Regions from separate parts of the Mus musculus genome. Here regions 1 and 3 are each linked to region 2. A link is a contact called in public Hi-C data. All regions are on one chromosome and are shown on one strand. The core of a region is the stretch at or near the end of the contact, and the rest is flanking DNA. Distances in the headings are between cores, read along the strand shown. Region 1 holds the start of Chic2 (cysteine-rich hydrophobic domain 2). Region 2 has its middle 110 kb from the start of Lnx1. Region 3 overlaps Lnx1 (ligand of numb-protein X 1).

Region 1 (2,700 bases), core at 183-2,682, 230 kb before region 2:
ATTGGAGCCTTTGACATACCCTCTGACTCCCACCCCCCTAGAGAATTATGGTTGCTTGCCTTAATGACAGAAAAGTTACTGCCAGAGACTGTAACATACATAGTCGCGCGTGCACGCGCACAGACACACACACACACACACACACACACACACACACACACACAGCTGACCACACAGTAGGTTCAGTGTTTATTGAATGAATAAATCTGGGAAAGCATAAGTCTGACGCATCGACTATTTTTCCCTGCCTAGCTCACTGCCCTTTTTTTTTTCCCCAGATCTTTCCAGGATTAAGTTGTCCAGCATTTTCCACTCTCATGTTAACCTTTGTACGTTTTCTGCTTGGACAAAGACCCGTAAACGAACTTGAAGGATGCGAACACTGCGTAGAGAACTGTTTGTGGACACTGGGTCCAGTACAACTCCTCTTTCCTTTCCAGACCAATGAGGAACTCTTGTTACCCCATGGTCCAGTTTGCCGTAGGAGTCCAGTTCTGTTCCTATGTTGTTTGGATGCTTGGCAGACTCTTGATTGTGAAACCAGGTCCAAGGTGATCCATGAGTCCACTGTTCCTCCCTTCCCCCATCCCCTCTTGTGGAGAAAACATTTTTCACTAGAGAGACGAAGCATACAACTGCAACTTCTTAATTGGAACACAGAGAACTTGTCAACTTTGTTAGGTAGTATTGATGGTGAGATTTCTTGTTAACAAACAAACAAACAAACAAACAACCTGGGCTAAAAGGACAGAATATTTGGCTTTGGAGATATTTTGGAAAATCAGGTAGGACAGTAGACAGGAAAGCACTGTTTGCCGGGCAGTGGTGGTGCACGCCTTTAATCCCAACACTTGGGAGGCAGAGGCAGGGGGATTTCTGAATTCGAGGCCAGCCTGGTCTACAGAATGAGTTCCAGGACAGCCAGGGCTACACAGAGAAACCCTGTCTCGAAAAACCAAACCAAACCAAACCAAACCAAACCAAACCAAACCAAACCAAACCAAACCAAACCAAACCAAACCAAACCAAACCAAACCAAACCAAACAACAACAACAAAAAAAAAGAGAATGCACTGCTTTGTTAATCTCAAGTTGGCAAAGTCAACCAACTCTGCTTCGCATCGTGGACTAAAAACGTTTTATTAAACCGGCAGTCAGATTCTCTGGTCCGGCCAGGGGCTTCGCCCGCTGTCGTTGTTTGGGCTACAGATTACTCCAGCCTGGCTCTAGGAGTCGAGTCGGGGTCAGCGCCCCCGATCCTCACAGACGCCGCCTTCCGGGTCGCTGACCCTGGAGCCGGAGGGCGGGGCCGCGCCGGGTGGAAGCGGAGGAAGAGGCCGGCGTCCCGGGAGCGCGCGAGACCGTCCGCGTGAACGCGCCCGCCCGCCCACCCGCGCGCCCGCGCCCACGCCCGCGCCCGCCCGCGCTCCCGGGAAGTCTCGCGATGCGGTAGCCGGCTGCTCCTGCTGCGGGTGGCTCGGGCTGTTGCTGTGGTTGCCGGAGTTGCGGCGGCGACGGCGGCGGCGCTGGCGCGGGCGGCGGCGCTGGCGGGGGTGGCGGCCCCGGCGGATGTTGACATTGTGTTGTTGTTCCTGCCCACGGTAATGGCGGCGGTGGCGGCGGCAACGGCGGCGGCCGGGACCAGGTCTCCTCAGTAGCCGGAGCCCACACTGCCGAGCGCCAGCTCCGCGGCCTCCGCGCCCGCCGCCTCACCAGCCGTTCCCCGCGGCCGCCCCAGAGCCAGGGCCCCGGGCGGGGGGCTCGCCGGCTCGGGATGGCGGATTTCGATGAAATCTACGAGGAGGAGGAGGACGAGGAGCGGGCCCTGGAGGAGCAGCTGCTCAAGTACTCGCCCGACCCGGTGGTGGTCCGCGGCTCCGGTCACGTCACCGTGTAAGGCCCTGCGAGGGCTAGGACGAGGACGGGTGGCGAGGCGCGGGCGGGGTGGGCCCTGGGACCCCTGGGGGTCCTCCTTTTCTTAAACCCCCGTCCCCGGTGACTGGCGCGGGACGGGGGCCTTGGGGGAAGCTCCGGCGATCAGGAAGTGAGAACTTGCTCTGCTTCCATTTGTTTAGGACTCCCAAGTGGGGACAGACACTGCCTCCCCTCCCTCCCACAGCCCCGGAGCAGGCCCCGTGGCCCGCGGGGATGTGTGGGGTCCCAGCCGGGAAGATGGCTCTTTAGGGTCTGCCTGATGGGCCATCGGTACAGGCTAGAGGTGCACACACTCACACACACACACACACACACACACACACATCTTGTGGGATCCATCTTTGTAACACCCCCCACACCCCCGTTATTCTTTGGGACTCTGCCTGACTTACAGCCTATTGACATATGGCTCAGAGGTCAGATCTGAGGTGTTAAGATCCCAGTGGCAGTTGGTAAATGAGATTCACTGTCGTGTGTCTATCACACATAACACGTAGGGGCTTCCCAGTTCCTCAAGAGTAAATTTCTGCAAAACTGATTCGAGTTGCTGTCAATTATGTATGATAGAAGTATACAGGTGGACGGAAAAAAAGAGGAGGATACATCTGTTTACAAGGAATTACAAGTACCGAGTTTCCTGTAATCCGGTCTGTTTTGGGACACGGACCTAGGTTGGCTTCTTTGATAAGGGCCCCTGTAAGGTTTATTAGCAACATCAAAAGTCCCAATATTATTCAAACAATAAGGGATGAAAGCATTCTGAAA
Region 2 (2,700 bases), core at 90-2,589:
GAGAAGGGATCAAACACCTAACTCTTAATAGTCCAACCATACCTAGGATCCAAAAACCCTTTGCAACTGGTAGTCGTTCAGCCCAATAGCACCACCAACCCAGTCAAATTTCCAGAAGTATGGCACTTTACGGTAACAAAGACTGCACTACAGAAACGTCTGTGGATTCAGTATCCTGAGAGTTATGGCTGCTATTTGAGCATGTTGGGTCAGCTGGAACTAGTCAAGAGCCAGACCGCTGTTTCATAGACCTCAACATACAGGCTGCTTAAACACGCTGTGCATTTCTCTGCTGTGGAGAAGTCTGCTAAGCCATCTAGGACCTTGACTGTGGCTTAAGCAGAATCTTGCCCTCTTTTTTTTTGTTTTTTGTTTTTTTTGTTTGTTTTACTTCATCATCTGCAGAGTGCATGTGTCTCATGCCAGGTGGGAAGGGGGCACCAATGCTCCTAAGATGCTACTGGTATGCAAGAAGAGCCTATAAAAGAGAGGCTATAAAGGTTTTCTTTCCCTCCCTCCCTCCTTCTCTTCCTTCCCTCCTCCCCCTTTTCTTCCCTCCCTCCTTCCCTCCCTCCTTCTCTTCCTTCCCTCCTCCCCCTTTTCTTCCCTCCCTCCTTCCCTCCCTCCTTCTCTCCCTTCCCTTCCCCTCCCCTTTCCTTCCCTCCCTTCCTCTCTTCCTTCCCTCCCTTCCTCTTTTCCTTCCCTTCCTGCCTTTCTCCCCTCCCTTCACTCATCCTTTCCTTCTGCATAGTCACCCATGCTACCTGCTATCAATGGTGTGATGTTGACAGTCAGAGATGTAACACTGAAAAAGTTGGCACAGTTTTCTCCCTCCCTAAGTTTATCTTTCTTAGAGTGCTATTTCTTATTTTTAAACCGCCAGAGACCTAACTGTAGAAGGTGCCTGCTCCCAGTGATATTGTAATGCTAGTTGGGTTCAGAAGGCACCCCTACCTCCACCCCCCATCTCCCACCCCCACACCCAGAGAGAGGTTCAGCCTCTTGCATTGCAGAACAAAGAAATAAACAGGCACATGACTGCAAAGGAAGCAGGGACAATTTGTCAAGATGAACGGCCCTGGCAAGCAGCAGAAGATGGTTAAGTACAGACGGGTGAAACTTAGCAGCTCAGAGGCCCTGCCAAGTGCTGGGAGCTTAGTTCCCTTTGCGCAAGCTTTGCAGAATTTGCAGTGCCTCTACCTCCTCTTTCTTCTGTGTTCTATCTGTTTCGTGAAGTTCTACAGGTACCTGTGAGTCACATGCCTCATTAGCATCCTAAAGCTCCACCCCCGGGGGTGTGTTTTGTCATCCTAATGAGCCAGATTATTCACTATGCTCCTCCACTCCTCCAGAGTGGCTCTGTACCTTTGGCAGTGGCACTGGCTTTAGTTGGCTGCCCCTGCTGAGAGTTTTCAAACCTTTTCTTTGCCAACTTGTTTTGAATATGCTAATTTTGTAGGGTTTGGCATAGGGCCTTTTGACCTTTGTTCTTCTGTCCTCTCTCCTGCAGGGTGGACTCTGGATCACCCTCTTGGTAAGGCTGGGAAGTCGGGCCACCCCTAACTTCTAGGAGCCAGTGGATTCCAGTTTTCTGGGCCCAGGCCTACTGAACTAGGAGGGTCTGCCCCTGCCCTCAGTTACATTTTCAGAGACATTATTGATATTCATTTCAATTGTTTTCATCACATGTATAGTGCAAATCTTTGCCCTCCTTGTTGTTAAAGCCTCTGTCTCCTCCCAAAGGGATTTAAGAATAAAGTGCATTTGTCTATAGAATGACAGCAATGCCTAGTTCATGGGCGTGTTGTAAAAACTAAATGGGATGATGCCAGTAAATTTGGGAGATGGAGGGCGGGGAGAGAATCTAAGAGAATCTATCTCTAGATAGATAGATAGATAGATAGATAGATAGATAGATAGATAGATAGACAGATAGATATGTAGATGGATAGATATGTAGATATATAGATTGATACATTGATATACAGATAGATACATAAATATTGTAGATAGATAGATAGATATGTAGATAGATGGAGACAAGATATGCTACTGAGAGTGTGAAAGAGAGACTCAAGCAGAGACAGCTTTACAGAAATGTGAGCATATTTGTGCACACTAAAATAATTGAATTTAACATTAGGGAGTTGAAGAAGTTGTTGTCTTTTTGTTCAATGCTCTTTAACACAAAAGATGTTATTTCCTTAAAACTCCCTCTTGGGGGAAAAAGGTTAAGAAAAGAAGTCATGAAAAATGTGAAAAGGTTGGAGTCATTATTTTTTTAGGAACGTGTTTCAATTTTCCACCGTATTGAATGACTTGAGTTCTGAATGATGAGAAAAATTTCCAACTTGTGCTTCTCTGTCTATTTCTCACCTCCCAAGTTTGCTAATTTTGCATATTTACCATGTGTAATGGCCACATGTGGGTGTGGGGAGATTTCTTCCGTAACTCTTTAACATCAACCAGTTCTAGAATTAAATAGACTATGTGCCCATGAGGAATTTCCTCTTGTCCCAGTATATCCATTCTCAGCCGATTAGTCTCACCTTCGTCTCTAACCTGACAGGATGTTGAGTAGGTGGAGGGGGTTGTGGGTGGGGTGAGGGAGGGAGATGAATATAACCAACTACACTGTTTAGAATTCTCAACTAGGAGCTAGAAAGATGGCTCAGTGGTTAAGAGCACTGACTGCTATTC
Region 3 (2,795 bases), core at 90-2,589, 190 kb after region 2:
GTACATGTTTCCCAATATAAGTGGATCTGAAAAGACATTCTGTTCATTTCATATTGAAGCCTTTAGGTTAAATCAACATTTGTTTTCTGAGACAGGCCCTCACGTTGTAGCCTTGGCTAGCCTTAGAACTTACTGTGTAGATCAGGCTGACCTCAAACTTGCCGTGATCCTCCTACGTTTGCCTCTTAAGAGTAGTGGGCGTGCAAGTGTGCAGCAATCTGGTTCGTATGAAACTCTATAGTAAAACAATAACATGGAAAGTCACAACAGCTCTTCACGTACCAGCAAATGCTCTAAAGAGTCGTGTGTGTGTCAAAAGAATGAGAAGTGATAAAGACTGTGTGGTGGCACACGCCTTTAATCCCTGCACTCGGGAGGCAGAGGCAGGTGGATTTCTGAGTTCGAGGCTGGCCTGGTCTACAAAGTGAGTTCCAGGACAGCCAGGGCTATATAGAGAAACCCTGTCTCAAAAAAAAAAAAAAAAAAAAAAAAAAAAAAAAAAGACTGTCAATCCTAGTTCACAGCTAAGGAGAGTGATCCAGAGAGGTTAGGCAAGTAGTCCAAAGTCACACACACAAAACCACACACACACACACACACACACACACACACTGAGAGAGAGAGAGAGAGTGTGTGTGTGTGCAAGCATAGGATTTTAACTTGATGCTTCTGGCTCTTTTAACACCTTCCAAAACTGTCTTTGGGGTTGAAGGTTAAAGTCCCAGGTGTTTTATTTACTGTGCTTTGGAAAATTCATGCACAGCATCTGAGACTCCTGGCTTGGCTCTGCCGCTCCCACCACCACCACCACCACCACTTGCTCACCATGCTCTTTCCTCACGTGCCTGTGTGGCTTCGAATGCCTCCCAGCTACTGGCCAACCTGCATCCTCCATCTCCTTCCCACTGCCAATCTAACTCTTCACTCAGAAACAGGGATTAGAATCCACATGTGTCAGTCAGTGAGGACTGAAGACAAGAGTCCCAATGTCCTAGTTCAATGTACAGAGAATATTCTTAAATCCTACAATCTCTAGACAAAAAATTTTGATCGAATTCTTTCAGGTCCTGTCTAGGACAATTTTGGCAGTTTAAAAACGTTTTTAACCCTTCAAAGCCACAAGGATCTCATTGGTCTGGCTCTAAGGGACATCATTTAAGAGTGTGAGGCTGGGCATGAATGTCTCTTCCTCTGCATCCTAAGTGTCTGAGCTACACAAAAGGAGCCACTTCCCAGTTAGCCTAGGCGTGACTTGTTCTCAGCAGTTGGTGTCCCCTCTAAATACTTCTGTTCCAACTGAACTAGAAAACAGTGCCAGTCAGTGCTTCTGCCAGTTAGTTCTTGATCTCTAGGGCCTGTCCCTGTGGATTTTGACCTGGCTGTGAACATATGATTCCTGGGGAACTATTGAGGCCATAAATGTGCTAACCCTCAGAAGCCTGGTATTCCTCACCGACTCTGAGGCCATATTACTCCACAGCTTCCTTTCTGCACACACACACACATTCATAAAGGACTGTCTGTCACTGTGTAGCCTCAGAGTGACCTAGACAGCTACTCTGTGTCTGCCACAGCCACAAGGAGGGAGCTAAGACGTGACTCCTGGAGAAAGCTGACTCAGGTCAAATACTAAGGTTAGGCAACAGTGGCTCACTCAATCTTTGATCTTCTCTTTAGCACTGAGGTCAGTGATCCAGGTAGATGAGGAACACGTCTTAAGGAGACGGCTGTAAGACCATGACCTTGGCCTCTCCGTGCCTGTCAACCAGGTCTTTTGACTGCTGTGATTGACAGCAGTATCTGCCAGAGGGCTGATGACTACTGGGGCCTGAAAAGCAGAGTCTCAGATCTTCCTAAATGACCTCAGCAGAGGACAGAAGAGCAGATTCTATTTTTGTTCCTGGATAAGAAAGTAATGAAATCACAGTTCACTCCCTGAAGACATCAGTTCATTAGTTCGTTCCTATTCAAGCAGTAAGCATCAGCCGGAGGCTCCAGTGTGTAGAGAGATCTGTGCACAAAACCATGGGACAGCCAGAAAGTGCCGCCTCCACAATGTAATCAGAGTAGTTTAAACATTAATTGAAACAGTCTGTCAAATTAACATCGGGAACAGCCAGGTTAAGACAGCTACATGAGCCTGATAGCAAAGCCAGTTGCCAGATTATGGAGTCCAGATCGTGATATGAGAGATGGACACAGACAGCAGTAATGGAAGGCTGGATGCCATGAGAACAGTCTATAGGAATCGTGTGTTTAGTGACAATGAGGAAAAGAGAGATTGGGATAGAGTTGAATTGGAATTATTTTGTGCATGCCTTGAAGGAAATTCTGGGTTTCAGCCCAGGATGAAAAACATTCCAGTAGAGAATGCTGGCACCAAGGCAGGAAAGTGGTGCCACACACAGGGAACTGTCAACAGTTTAGCTTGGCATTCAGAGTGGCTGGAGATGCCCGTGGAGTAGATGTCTGAAACAAATACTGTTTCTGTCCATTTCAGTCTTCCCAAGGTTGTTTCACCTGATTCCAGATGGTGAAATTACAAGCATCAAAATCAACAGAGCGGATCCCAGCGAAAGCCTCTCCATAAGGCTGGTGGGGGGCAGCGAGACGCCGCTGGTCCACATCATCATCCAGCATATTTATCGCGATGGAGTGATTGCCAGAGATGGACGGCTGCTGCCAGGAGACATCATTCTCAAGGTGCCCATGAGGCGTGAGCTTGTAACCATAGGCTACAAGATTGTGAGCTGTAGGCTGTGCGTGGCACATAATTTAAGTCCTTAAAGGTTGGA

Evidence for each region. A called contact is a pair of places that touch in the nucleus more often than the background predicts.
Region 1: a contact with region 2 is called in a Hi-C map of liver, with 2.6 times the contacts expected there. The contact joins the promoter of Chic2 here to the enhancer-like site in region 2. A contact is called at or near these places in 3 of 39 promoter capture datasets (the 3T3-L1 cell line, the HPC-7 cell line and hippocampal neurons), 4 of 484 Hi-C or Micro-C datasets (liver, uterus and ventricular fibroblasts) and 2 of 115 datasets of contacts at active chromatin or transcription factors (craniofacial prominence and fibro-adipogenic progenitors).
Region 3: a contact with region 2 is called in a Hi-C map of liver, with 2.5 times the contacts expected there. The contact joins two enhancer-like sites. A contact is called at or near these places in 1 of 15 datasets of contacts at CTCF or cohesin (the NIH/3T3 cell line), 2 of 484 Hi-C or Micro-C datasets (embryonic fibroblasts and liver) and 1 of 115 datasets of contacts at active chromatin or transcription factors (embryonic stem cells).

The regions. Positions count from the first base shown.
Region 1 is chr5:75,043,373-75,046,072 of GRCm38.p6, reverse strand. Chic2 (cysteine-rich hydrophobic domain 2) reads left to right here and starts at 1,432. Exons shown (of 6, transcript NM_028850.5): 1 at 1,432-1,893. The coding sequence starts at 1,775.
Region 2 is chr5:74,812,235-74,814,934 of GRCm38.p6, reverse strand. No RefSeq gene overlaps it. Among named protein-coding and RNA genes, the nearest start is that of Lnx1, 110 kb to the right of the region's middle. Within about 2 kb of position 1,339, at least 10 of the 459 cell types and tissues checked have an H3K27ac peak or open chromatin away from gene starts, as enhancers often do. A contact at or near this core is called in liver, where this site is marked.
Region 3 is chr5:74,623,390-74,626,184 of GRCm38.p6, reverse strand. It overlaps Lnx1 (ligand of numb-protein X 1), which reads left to right. Exons shown (of 11, transcript NM_001159577.1): 5 at 2,501-2,703. Among named protein-coding and RNA genes, the nearest start is that of Gm32304, 23 kb to the left of the region's middle. Within about 2 kb of position 1,339, at least 10 of the 459 cell types and tissues checked have an H3K27ac peak or open chromatin away from gene starts, as enhancers often do. A contact at or near this core is called in liver, where this site is marked.